Regions from separate parts of the Gossypium hirsutum genome. Here regions 2 and 3 are each linked to region 1. The links are chromatin contacts, called in public Hi-C maps. All regions are on one chromosome and are shown on one strand. The core of a region is the stretch at or near the end of the contact, and the rest is flanking DNA. Distances in the headings are between cores, read along the strand shown. Region 1 holds the start of LOC107948591 (protein MET1, chloroplastic). Region 2 holds the start of LOC107948940. Region 3 holds the start of LOC121203000.

The links. A called contact is a pair of places that touch in the nucleus more often than the background predicts.
Region 2: a contact with region 1 is called in a Hi-C map of leaf, with 2.6 times the contacts expected there. The contact joins the promoter of LOC107948940 here to the promoter of LOC107948591 in region 1. A contact is called at or near these places in 5 of 34 Hi-C or Micro-C datasets (hypocotyl and leaf).
Region 3: a contact with region 1 is called in a Hi-C map of leaf, with 2.8 times the contacts expected there. The contact joins the promoter of LOC121203000 here to the promoter of LOC107948591 in region 1. A contact is called at or near these places in 3 of 34 Hi-C or Micro-C datasets (all in leaf).

Annotation. Positions count from the first base shown.
Region 1 is chrA04:77,139,490-77,142,535 of Gossypium_hirsutum_v2.1, forward strand. It overlaps LOC107948591 (protein MET1, chloroplastic), which reads right to left and starts at 1,647. Exons shown (of 7, transcript XM_016883202.2): 1 at 723-1,647; 2 at 253-359; 3 at 64-158. The coding sequence starts at 1,102.
Region 2 is chrA04:77,427,482-77,430,802 of Gossypium_hirsutum_v2.1, forward strand. LOC107948940 reads right to left here and starts at 1,853. Exons shown (of 2, transcript XM_041111406.1): 1 at 608-1,853. The coding sequence starts at 1,716. The coding sequence ends at 898. It overlaps LOC121228167 (a long non-coding RNA gene), which reads left to right. Exons shown (of 4, transcript XR_005925698.1): 2 at 642-830; 3 at 939-1,053; 4 at 1,357-1,496.
Region 3 is chrA04:77,592,587-77,596,049 of Gossypium_hirsutum_v2.1, forward strand. LOC121203000 reads left to right here and starts at 1,932. Exons shown (of 6, transcript XM_041111412.1): 1 at 1,932-2,302; 2 at 2,464-2,559; 3 at 3,356-3,417. The coding sequence starts at 2,480.

The DNA.
Region 1 (3,046 bases), core at 397-2,896:
ACAGAAAATTTTATTACTTTAATACAGTGAAGGTTATAAAATGATAGTGAAAGTACTACTTACTTGGATTTCCCTCACTCTGTCACTAATTACACCTGAGTTCCTCTCAGCTCTAATAATCTCCTTCTCTGTTAACTCGCCTCCTTCATCAACCTTCCCTGGAAAAATATATAAGAAATGCTGACATTTTTTAGCTTATGATGCAGTGTTCATAAGGGGCAATTTAATTATGAACAAAGGATAATAACTTACCATATCTTTTCTGCATTTTCATAAGCAATGGACCAATTCTCTGGCGGATGGTGTACATTGTCCTCCCATATTCGGCGGCCGGCCATATTTCTGTTCCAAACACTGCACTGCATTCCCATAAATGGTTCATTAAGTCACCTTCTAATTTTAACACTCTATGAGACCGAGAGCTTGAACATTAACCAGATATTCAATTACAACACTCAGTGACAAAATTTGATTCATGTGATAAAAATGGTTGAAGGTGTGAGAAAGGGTCACGGTGAAACATTAATCCGAGGCAAATTGCCCATAAATTGACACTGGTAGAGTCTTTTGATGGGCAGCTGGCAATCTTTCATTTCATTAATACATTAGTGTGGCAATGCCTTCTAAAGTCCACACCTCTTAATTAGCAATAGTAGGTTGGCTATGGGTGCTATCAGCAGGTTTGCTTTTGCTAATGAAAAAGAATGAATAGAAAAGCTAACCTGGTGGCAAGTACTTTGTCCCCAACGGTGAAAACCCCAGCCTTGTCAGCAGCTCCACCAGGCTGAATAGCATCAATGTAAGTCCCACCATCTCTGCCTTTTCTGAATTTGAGCCCATAAGGCTGCTCAATCTCTACCTCATACTCCTCGTACTGCTGCTCTTCCTGCTCTGTGGTTTGGGACTCACCTTCCGATGCTTTCGCTACCAAAATCCATGGCTTTAGCTGCTCCTTGCCACTGCAGAAAGACGCTGAACACTTGCTGTTGAATCTAACTCCTACATGCCTGGTTGAAGAAAGGAGAGGTTGAGTGGCTCTGTGTAAGGGTGAGCAAGTGTTAGAGCAGAGATAGGAGGGATAAGTGGTGGGAGCCAAAGCCATGGTTGTATTGCTATTTGCTACGCTAACAAAACAGAAGGTTTTTTAACTTTTGAGTGGCTCTGGTAACAGTGAGCAAGTGTTAGAGCAAGGATAGGAGGGATAAGTGGTGGGAGCCAATGCCATGGTTGTATCACAGGAATGATATGATTGGTCGGAAACCAGATGTGGATTGGATTCGTTAATTTTCTATTGAACCAAATGAAAGCACGTGGCACTCCCAGATCCAGCAATTTCTTCCCATACGTATAAAAAAGGAAAGAGATTTACAATATATTTCATTATCCAAACCAAAGAGAAAGAAATTCCCACATTCAAGAATGGAAAAAGAACAGACTTTTATAGAAGTATTGAATCAGATCGAAAAAAAGGAAAAGCCAAAGAAGAAATATAGCAGGGGGGGCAGTGTGAGAGTTTATGAATTCTCCATTCCAAGAATTGGCAGAGCGAAAGAGAGGGGTTTTTTACGGTTCCTGAAAAAATTGCCACAGTAAAACTTACCTACTTTAATGCAGCCACCAATATATATATATTATAAAAAAGAAATCAGCGCAGTGCATCACCCAAAGACAGCGAGACCTTAAAAGAAGGGAAAAGAAAAATCTCTCTCTCCTCCTCTCATCTCACTCAATGGTCTACACAGCTATTGAACAAAAGATAATAATTTCATTCATGAGAGAGAATTACAAGAGGATTTTGAGATAATCAGGAATAGAAAAATTCCAGAAAGGGGATAAGAGCCTAACTTAGTTCTCTTTACCACCCAGTCAGCTACTCTATTTCTTGATCTCAGTACATTATTGTCGGAATAAATTTTCCTGTAAATTAAAAGAAACAAAAATAAATATCAGCAGAAGAAAAAAATGAAATAATTGTTAGTGAAGTTACTTTTTTTTATTCAGTTGATTTTTATTCAGTTGAAGTGTTATTTAAATACATGAAAAATATAACAATTACATTCTAGAATTAAGAAACTACCCGATTTCATGATCAACAAACTTCTAAAATTAGTTAAAATAATGAAACGGTTTAAAAAATGAAAAAAAAATAGTAAAATTTGTTTTGACCAAATCTTGCAGCAGCTGAAGTACAACTTCAACATTCCTCATTGCTTTGGTTGCAGCAAACTCCAAGTTTCTCTCTAAGAAACTTAAACTTGCTTCTTGGTAAGGGTTTTGTAAATATATCAACTAGTTGAAATTCAAATTTGCAATACTTTAAACCAACTAAACCTTCTTTCTGCACTTCTCTAAGAGAAAGTAATTTGATATTGAAGTGTTTCGTTTTCCTATGAAAAACAAGATTGTTAGAGATAGAAATTGTAGCTTGATTATCAACGAACGCTTCTGTGCATCCTTCTTGTTTCAGATTCAAATCCACTAAAACTTTTCTTAACCAAAAAGCTTGATTGACAACAACACTAGCTGCAAAAATTCAGGTTTTGTTGTAGATTGTGACGCCATATTATGCTTTTTGCAACACCATAAGAACACACCTGAATCAAACTCGAAACAGTAACTTGAAGTGCTTTTCAAATTATCAAGTGAACCTCCCTAATCATTATTTGAATACCCTTGCAAAACATAATCTTGATTTGCACAAAATTCGGTTCCATAATCCAATGTCCCTCTCACATATCTAGGGACTCTTTTAGCAATTGTAAGATGTGTTTCAGTTGCACAAATCATAAATCTGGATACTAGACTTATAAAATGTAAGATATCAAGTCTTGTAGTCATTAGATACATCAGGCAATCAACTAGACTTTTGTAGAAGTTTTCATCGACTTTTCAGCTTTATCTTCTTTGCGACTTTTGGAGTATCTACACTCTTGCATTCATCTATTCTAGATTTTTTCAGAATTTCCTTAGCATACTTCTTCTAACCAATGAACACTTCTTCATTTTTCTACTTTAATTCCATTAATAGAATGTAAGTCATTTCTCC
Region 2 (3,321 bases), core at 603-3,102, 290 kb after region 1:
GAGTGAATTCAAAATGAATGATGTCAAATCTGAGCATGGGAAAAATCGTGGAGTTCGTACAGAAAGACATACTACTCAGGTGAACTTCGCAAAACTAGAAACTAATACTTTGAGAAGATATATAAGGTACTTCAAAATCAAGGGAATCCGGCCTGGTTCATCAAGGGTAAAAATTATCAATGCTGTGCAGCAGCACTTTGCCTCAATACCACCACTCGATGAGCAACAAGTGATGACTAATTTCATCGATGCAGTGAGGAAAAATAAGGGTAAAACCTAAAGATTTAGGGGGTTTTGGATCAGACAGACAGAGGTGTTATATAGCTAATGTAGAGCTAGATTTTGACACCATTTTCTTAGTACACAGAAGCAATATTTTTTCGATCATTCTCTTAGTTCCGATTTCAGTCATACCAAAAACTATAATGGTCAATGAAGATGTATTCATGTCACATTCAAGGAAGGGTGGAAAATATCCATTCTCTGCCTAAAGCTGAAATATAAAACTATAAATAAGGGGCATTCCCCACCCCCACCCCCCCGCTTAAAACTATAGTTTACAATTTCTGAACATGTAAAATATCATTCCCATATATCCTTTGCTTACTTGACACTAACTCCATGCTGCAATTTGCTAGCAGAGGCAACCGCACCAGTAATCAAATTCGGTCAACTCCTTCGAATTTTATTTTTCAAGGTTTACCTGTAGATTTGAAGGATAAAAACTCTGGATTTTGCACAAAGTACCCACCAAGTTGGTTTTTGTTTTCAAACATTCCATGTGTGGAATCCCCCAAGTTCATCAGCTACTTGGTGCAACATTAAATCAAGTATTTGCTCCTCAAGCTTCACACAGATTTCTTCAAAGTCTTCAAACGTGAAAAGTTTCTTCGTTATCTAATTTGAGAATTTTATATCTTCATCTGTCATTTTGCTAGGTCTATCCACCAACTCCATGAAATACGCAGTCTCCTCGTTTTTCGTCGACTCAAAATCATTGACATAGAGGACAGAAACTGGGCTTAAACTTGAACTTGAGCCCTCCGAGTTACTGTCAGTATACTCAACTTTCCTAACTGCAGATTGATTTTTTTTCTTCGTCTTAACAGATACTTCCTCCAATGGAGTTTTTGCCTTTGAATTTACACCAATGCAGCCACTGGACTTCAAAGATTGTTTACTAGAAACTCTCCTTGGCTCGTTTTTAAGCTTAGATATCTTCTTGTTTTTCTTCTTGGAACATACTTTCTCTCTTACATTCACATTTTGCTTAACATTCTTACCACTTGATCCATTTACTCTTTGGGATTTCCATTTCCTTGGCTCAGACATTGTTTCTTGATTGTGCTGCAACAGCTGCGGACTTTGCGGTAGCTCCTGAAACGACGTCGACGTTTTCACTCGACGATGAGTGGCTTTTGTTAAATCAAAATCCAGCATATAATCCATGAAATTGGCTGACTTGCTCCGAGGAACTGAACTTGGAGTTTTGCCTCTACAAACCCAGTTGTTGTCTGGCAATGTGTCCAGCCCCATTAGCCTAGCCACTATCCCAGGACCACTTTCAGATGCTTGGACTTGAGCCTTAGCCATGATATCAACGGCGTTTAACTCTATAATGGGGACTGATGGATGTGTTTCAGGAGTCCCCGAACAAAAAAGCCGGCGGAAAACGGCGGAGAAACACCCAGAACTTGAACTTTTTGTGTTCCTCATGGCTTACCAGCACCAAAAAAATAATGAATAGCTGAAATGTAGTGAAGTTAGTGAGAATCACAAATTTGCTTCCGTGATTGTGAGATGATGATTATGATAATGATGAATAATGGCTCAAAATATAGTCAGCAAAAACAAGGGGGACGACGGGCTTCGATTTTGACTCGTACAAATGAGTTTTTTAAACTTGGATTAATTGCTCCAAACATCCTCAATTTATAGTCTAAGTTTAAAATTGATCCTTTAACTTCAAAACATTTTAATTGAATTATCAAAATATCAAATATCATATAATAAGATATTTCCATCTAGTTAACCTTCAACTTGAACATTAATACTAGCTCGGATTTAACATTTTTGATTTGATATATTAAAAAAGAATTGAATGTGTCCTTAAAATTTAAGAGAGAGATTTCTTTTTTCTTTCATTTTATCATATATTAAATCTAAATGATCTAATGTGATAGCCATGTCCTTAAAATTTTATCATGTGTTTTAAATATATTCTATGTGAAATTTGGACTAGATTTAACATTTAATTGACAAAGAAGGTAATGGAAGTACAATAATTTGAAACTTGAGGATTAATTTAGAATTTAGAGTATATTTTGGGTATGTCTTGTGGTATTAACCCTAAATAGTTTTGTAATTTGATTCATATGCCAGGTAGAAAGGTCGGTCTATAATCTGTACACCCAAAGACTAAAGCTAGGTTTGGTCGTCGGGTTCACATTAGAAAACGAGAAAAGCACTAGACCTACGCGCAATTAAGTGGCGTACAGAATGTAGAAGCATTAAGACGAAGAGGATCAGCCGTGCTTTGACTACGCGCCATGATTGGAGAGTAAGAGGAATAAATAAATAGGGTAAGCAGTGTTTGGGCAGCCGAAGTTGTGGACTTTTGATTTTGGAGCAGAGGATGGAGGTGTTGACCTAGGTAGCGCGTATTCACAATCACCGACTTTGGTCGCTGCTGCTGCTGATGGGGACGCCTTCTAAGAAATTTCTTTCTGCTCATAGTTCTTTTGAGTTGATGACTCGACTTAATTTTTTTAATTTGTTATTAAGACTTGGTTGGTTTTTCTTTTAATATAAAATATTTATTTTTACATCTAGATAATGTAATTGTAAATTAAATAAAAAAAAGAATTTGTGTAGAGTAAATTATTATTTATACGTTAAAGGTTTAATGCATAATTTGTTACTTAAGTTTGATTTTTTTTAATATGGTATTTATATTATTTTTTAGTGTTTAATATGAATTTTAGAGTTAATTTGATAAAAATTTTATAATTAGCTAATAATTTCAACAATTAACTTTTATCAAATCAACTCTAAAATCGGAATTAAATCACATTCATCGGACTATATTTGACAAATTAAACGTAAAATTAAACAAATTCACAATTAATACTAAAATTATTTTTTTTGAAATCATTAAAAATTCAAATCTAATAATATTAGAAATCAACTTTCATCAAATCAACTCAAAAACTCGAATTAAACACTAAAAAGCTAACATTGCTACCTTTGGGTATCAAAATATATAAATTTTGTCAAATATAGGTATCATATTAGACCAAAAAATAACACAGGTACCACATT
Region 3 (3,463 bases), core at 682-3,181, 450 kb after region 1:
TCCATTTCAATACAAACCATATGTACTCAACAAAACACTCACAATCAGATACTTACCAAACATCACCATGGTAGTAAACCAATAAAAAGTTTTAAGACAAAAGGTAATAAAGAAAACAAAAATCCCATAGAGAAAAAGAAATGGAAATAGCAACAATTGCATCGTTTTATCCCTAAACCATGGCAGATTCTAAGTCCAAAGCATCTAGTACAAAGAAGAAGAAATAAAGATGACCTGAGAAGAGATTAGATGGTGCATTTGGCTGGATATGGCGAAGAAAAGCTCTCGACCGTTCTCACCACTGGAACCTTTCTTTGTGAAGCTTGCCTCACCGTCGTCACCGCGATCCATGACTTTTTTTTCTTTTCTCGATTCCTGGCTCAGTCACAAATCTCAAATTTTTTCTCTTCTCCTCATCCTTTTTCCTTCTTCTTTTTCTTCTTCTTTTATCGCCCAGCCTAACTAGGGTTTTAATTTGGGGTCGTTTACATAGTAGAATGGCATGCCACTTTTCCGTTACGTTTATAATGAAAAATGGTTAAAAGGTCTGTTTTGTTATTTTTCAAAAGTTGAGTGACTGAATTGAAACCAAAGTGACTATTTTGTCAGCTACCCTAAAGTTGAATGACTATTGGTGTAATTTACCCCCCAAAACAAACAACCCTCTTCAATTTATAGGCATAGTATTTTTTTTTCAAAAATGTTGATCAAAGTTGTTCATGTATATGTTGTTTTATATGTACTCTATGTCAAATTTGAAATGACATTTATTGCCTAAATTTATGGGCAAGACCTATCATATTTTTATGACTTAATTAATACAAAATTGATCACTTGCCTATCAACATGAATACTATAACATGCTTCAAACCATATCAACCCCACTTATTGACACCCTATCATTAGATGCTTCACAGTTTCCTTCACCATATGACACAAATCACAAATAGGGAATCTTTACACCTTCTCTTCACATATTAATATTAGTTGGGATGGTGTTACTACATAATATACGCATTCTTAGGATGAACTTACTATTGAATCGTACCAATTGATATGATTCACAGCTAACCTTTTTTACATAGGGTCCTTCCCAATTCGTCATTATCTTGTCTTTTAGTATTTTTTTGCTAATGGCCTTTACGTGCCTCAAATTCATGTATGAGCTGGGCATTTTATTGCAATGTTCCTTGATGTCGTTGGAACTATTCTTGAAGGAGCTTGAGTTGCTTCGGTAGTTTTGTATATTGTTGGCTCGCATTCATATTGTTTTGGATGGAGGAATGGTCAGTTAGTGGCAATAGGGGTAGGGGGTTATTTGCAAGTTGCAACTTGAGGTTCATATTGATTTAGGTAGCTATGGTAGTACTAAGGCTGAGGTTGCGTGTAAATTTGCTAGTGATACTATTGGTAGGCTAGATGGGTGGTGTTGTACGAATATCCCTCGTGATGACTAGGTTGACCATAGTGGTTATAGGCAAAATATTGCTGGTATCCTGACCTCATAGGGCATTGGTAGTAAGGCTTTATTTTTATAGGTTTGAAGATTTAATGTGGGTCTTTCAAAAATGATCACTTTAGCTTACAAGTCTAATTTTAAGATTATGGATATCTTTTTTTTTTTTAACATTAATTTCATTAAGGTTCTTATCATAACTGCTCTTTTTGATACTATGCCTAGAACTACTCATAACCCCTCCCCAACCCTTAAATAGGAAGATAATGCACTTCAACGTACTCAAACTCATGACCTTCTGCATTGACAATAATGCCAATGCCAATCGAACTAAGACTCAATTGACAAAATTATGGGTATCTCATTTAGATTTGATTGACTTTTAAAGTTATAAGATATGACACGAGACATTATTAATTTTTAAAAGATGAATGAGGTAAATTTATGTACAAGTGACCTTGCTTGAATTGGAGGAGTTGCGTCTCGATCCTTTGTCCGGGAATATGTATCAAACTTGTAATTTCCCTTGTAAAAGAATATATAAAATTTCTTGATTGTTGAAAATAGAATTCTATAAATCCAACAAGACAAAGAAAAAGAATTGGAAAGGCCCAAGGAGCTAAACTTTTCGTTTAGACAACAAAAAAGTTTTCTGGCCTGTTAATCGCCATGGTCCATCAAAGCCCCTGAGCCCTGACCCAGCTTCAACCCCACAACTCAGAAGGACACTCGTGCGGTCCTGCCTGCGCCTGATATAAACGAAACTCAAGCCTCCTTAACAGAGATCAGGTAGCTTCGAGAAACAAAGGAGCCTGCTACATCGTCTTCATCGTTTTCATTTGCCAGGTAAAACTCCTCTTTATCATCATAAGTCCTAGCGTTAATTCTTTTTTAACCTTTTATATAATTACATAATGATTGTTTTGTTGTCTAACAAAAATATTAGGGTTTTTTTGACTTCGGGCTTTTTGATCTGATATTTGTTTTTATTTTAATTTTTTTATCAGATTTTGGGAACTGATCATGGCTGGAGGAGGAAATTTCATGCACAGAGTTATATCTTATGTCGTCAATGAGCTTGTCGTTGATAGACTTGCAAATAGGTACCTTTTTTTCTCTGGTTTATTTTTCATTATTTTCCATTGATTTTTTTTCCTTATTGATTTATTTTTCTAGAATAAGAAAAAAAATCAAAATATTTTCTCGAGATCAGAAAGGTTGAATATTTGTTCGTGTAATTCTAAAGACTTGAAAATAGCTTGTTGTTTGTTAACTATTTATGGAAGCTTCTTTCTCTGGCTGCTGGGACTGCTCTGTTTCCCATCAGTTCGTTCACTTGAAGCAAAAGTGCCTCAATTCTCAAATCACACACACACACACACACATCGATAGTGCAACATGCCTTGCATTATGGATTAAGGAGGTTTGAGAAGATTTTTACCTCAAAATCAGCCCCCTTTCCCTTTTTGGTACAAATTTATTTGAAATGATATTGACTTTTTGTTTAATATATCTTTTCAAATGCTTGAGACCAAATTTTGTTTTTAAAGTTTGTGAATCATCTAGGAAAAGGATTCCGAAATTTGGTTTGCTTCGATAGAGTTGTTAATGTTAGGCATATGCTATCTCCAGTGTAAAATATCTGGAACTGGATTTTTTTGTTGGGGGGGGGATTGAGAAAATTTTCATATGAACAAAATAAATAATTGAACATTGAAGTTTGATCTTTAATAGCCGGTGGAAAGTTTTCTCATAGTTTTAGGCAATCTGAGTTCTTTTTCCTTTTAGTTTCATTGATTGTTTGTTTGCTTACATTAATCATTGCTCTATGATTCCTTCGAGGACCAACCTTTGTTTCTTTTTTATCTTCTTTGGTTTTTTATGTTTTTTATTTTTCAGCCCTGCATTCCAAAGATTTGCTGTGAGGACATCAAAGAGGATAGAAGATATCTCCAGTATGGGTATGTGCATGTCTCGTCCTGTTACTATGATCTTTTTCTAAATTCT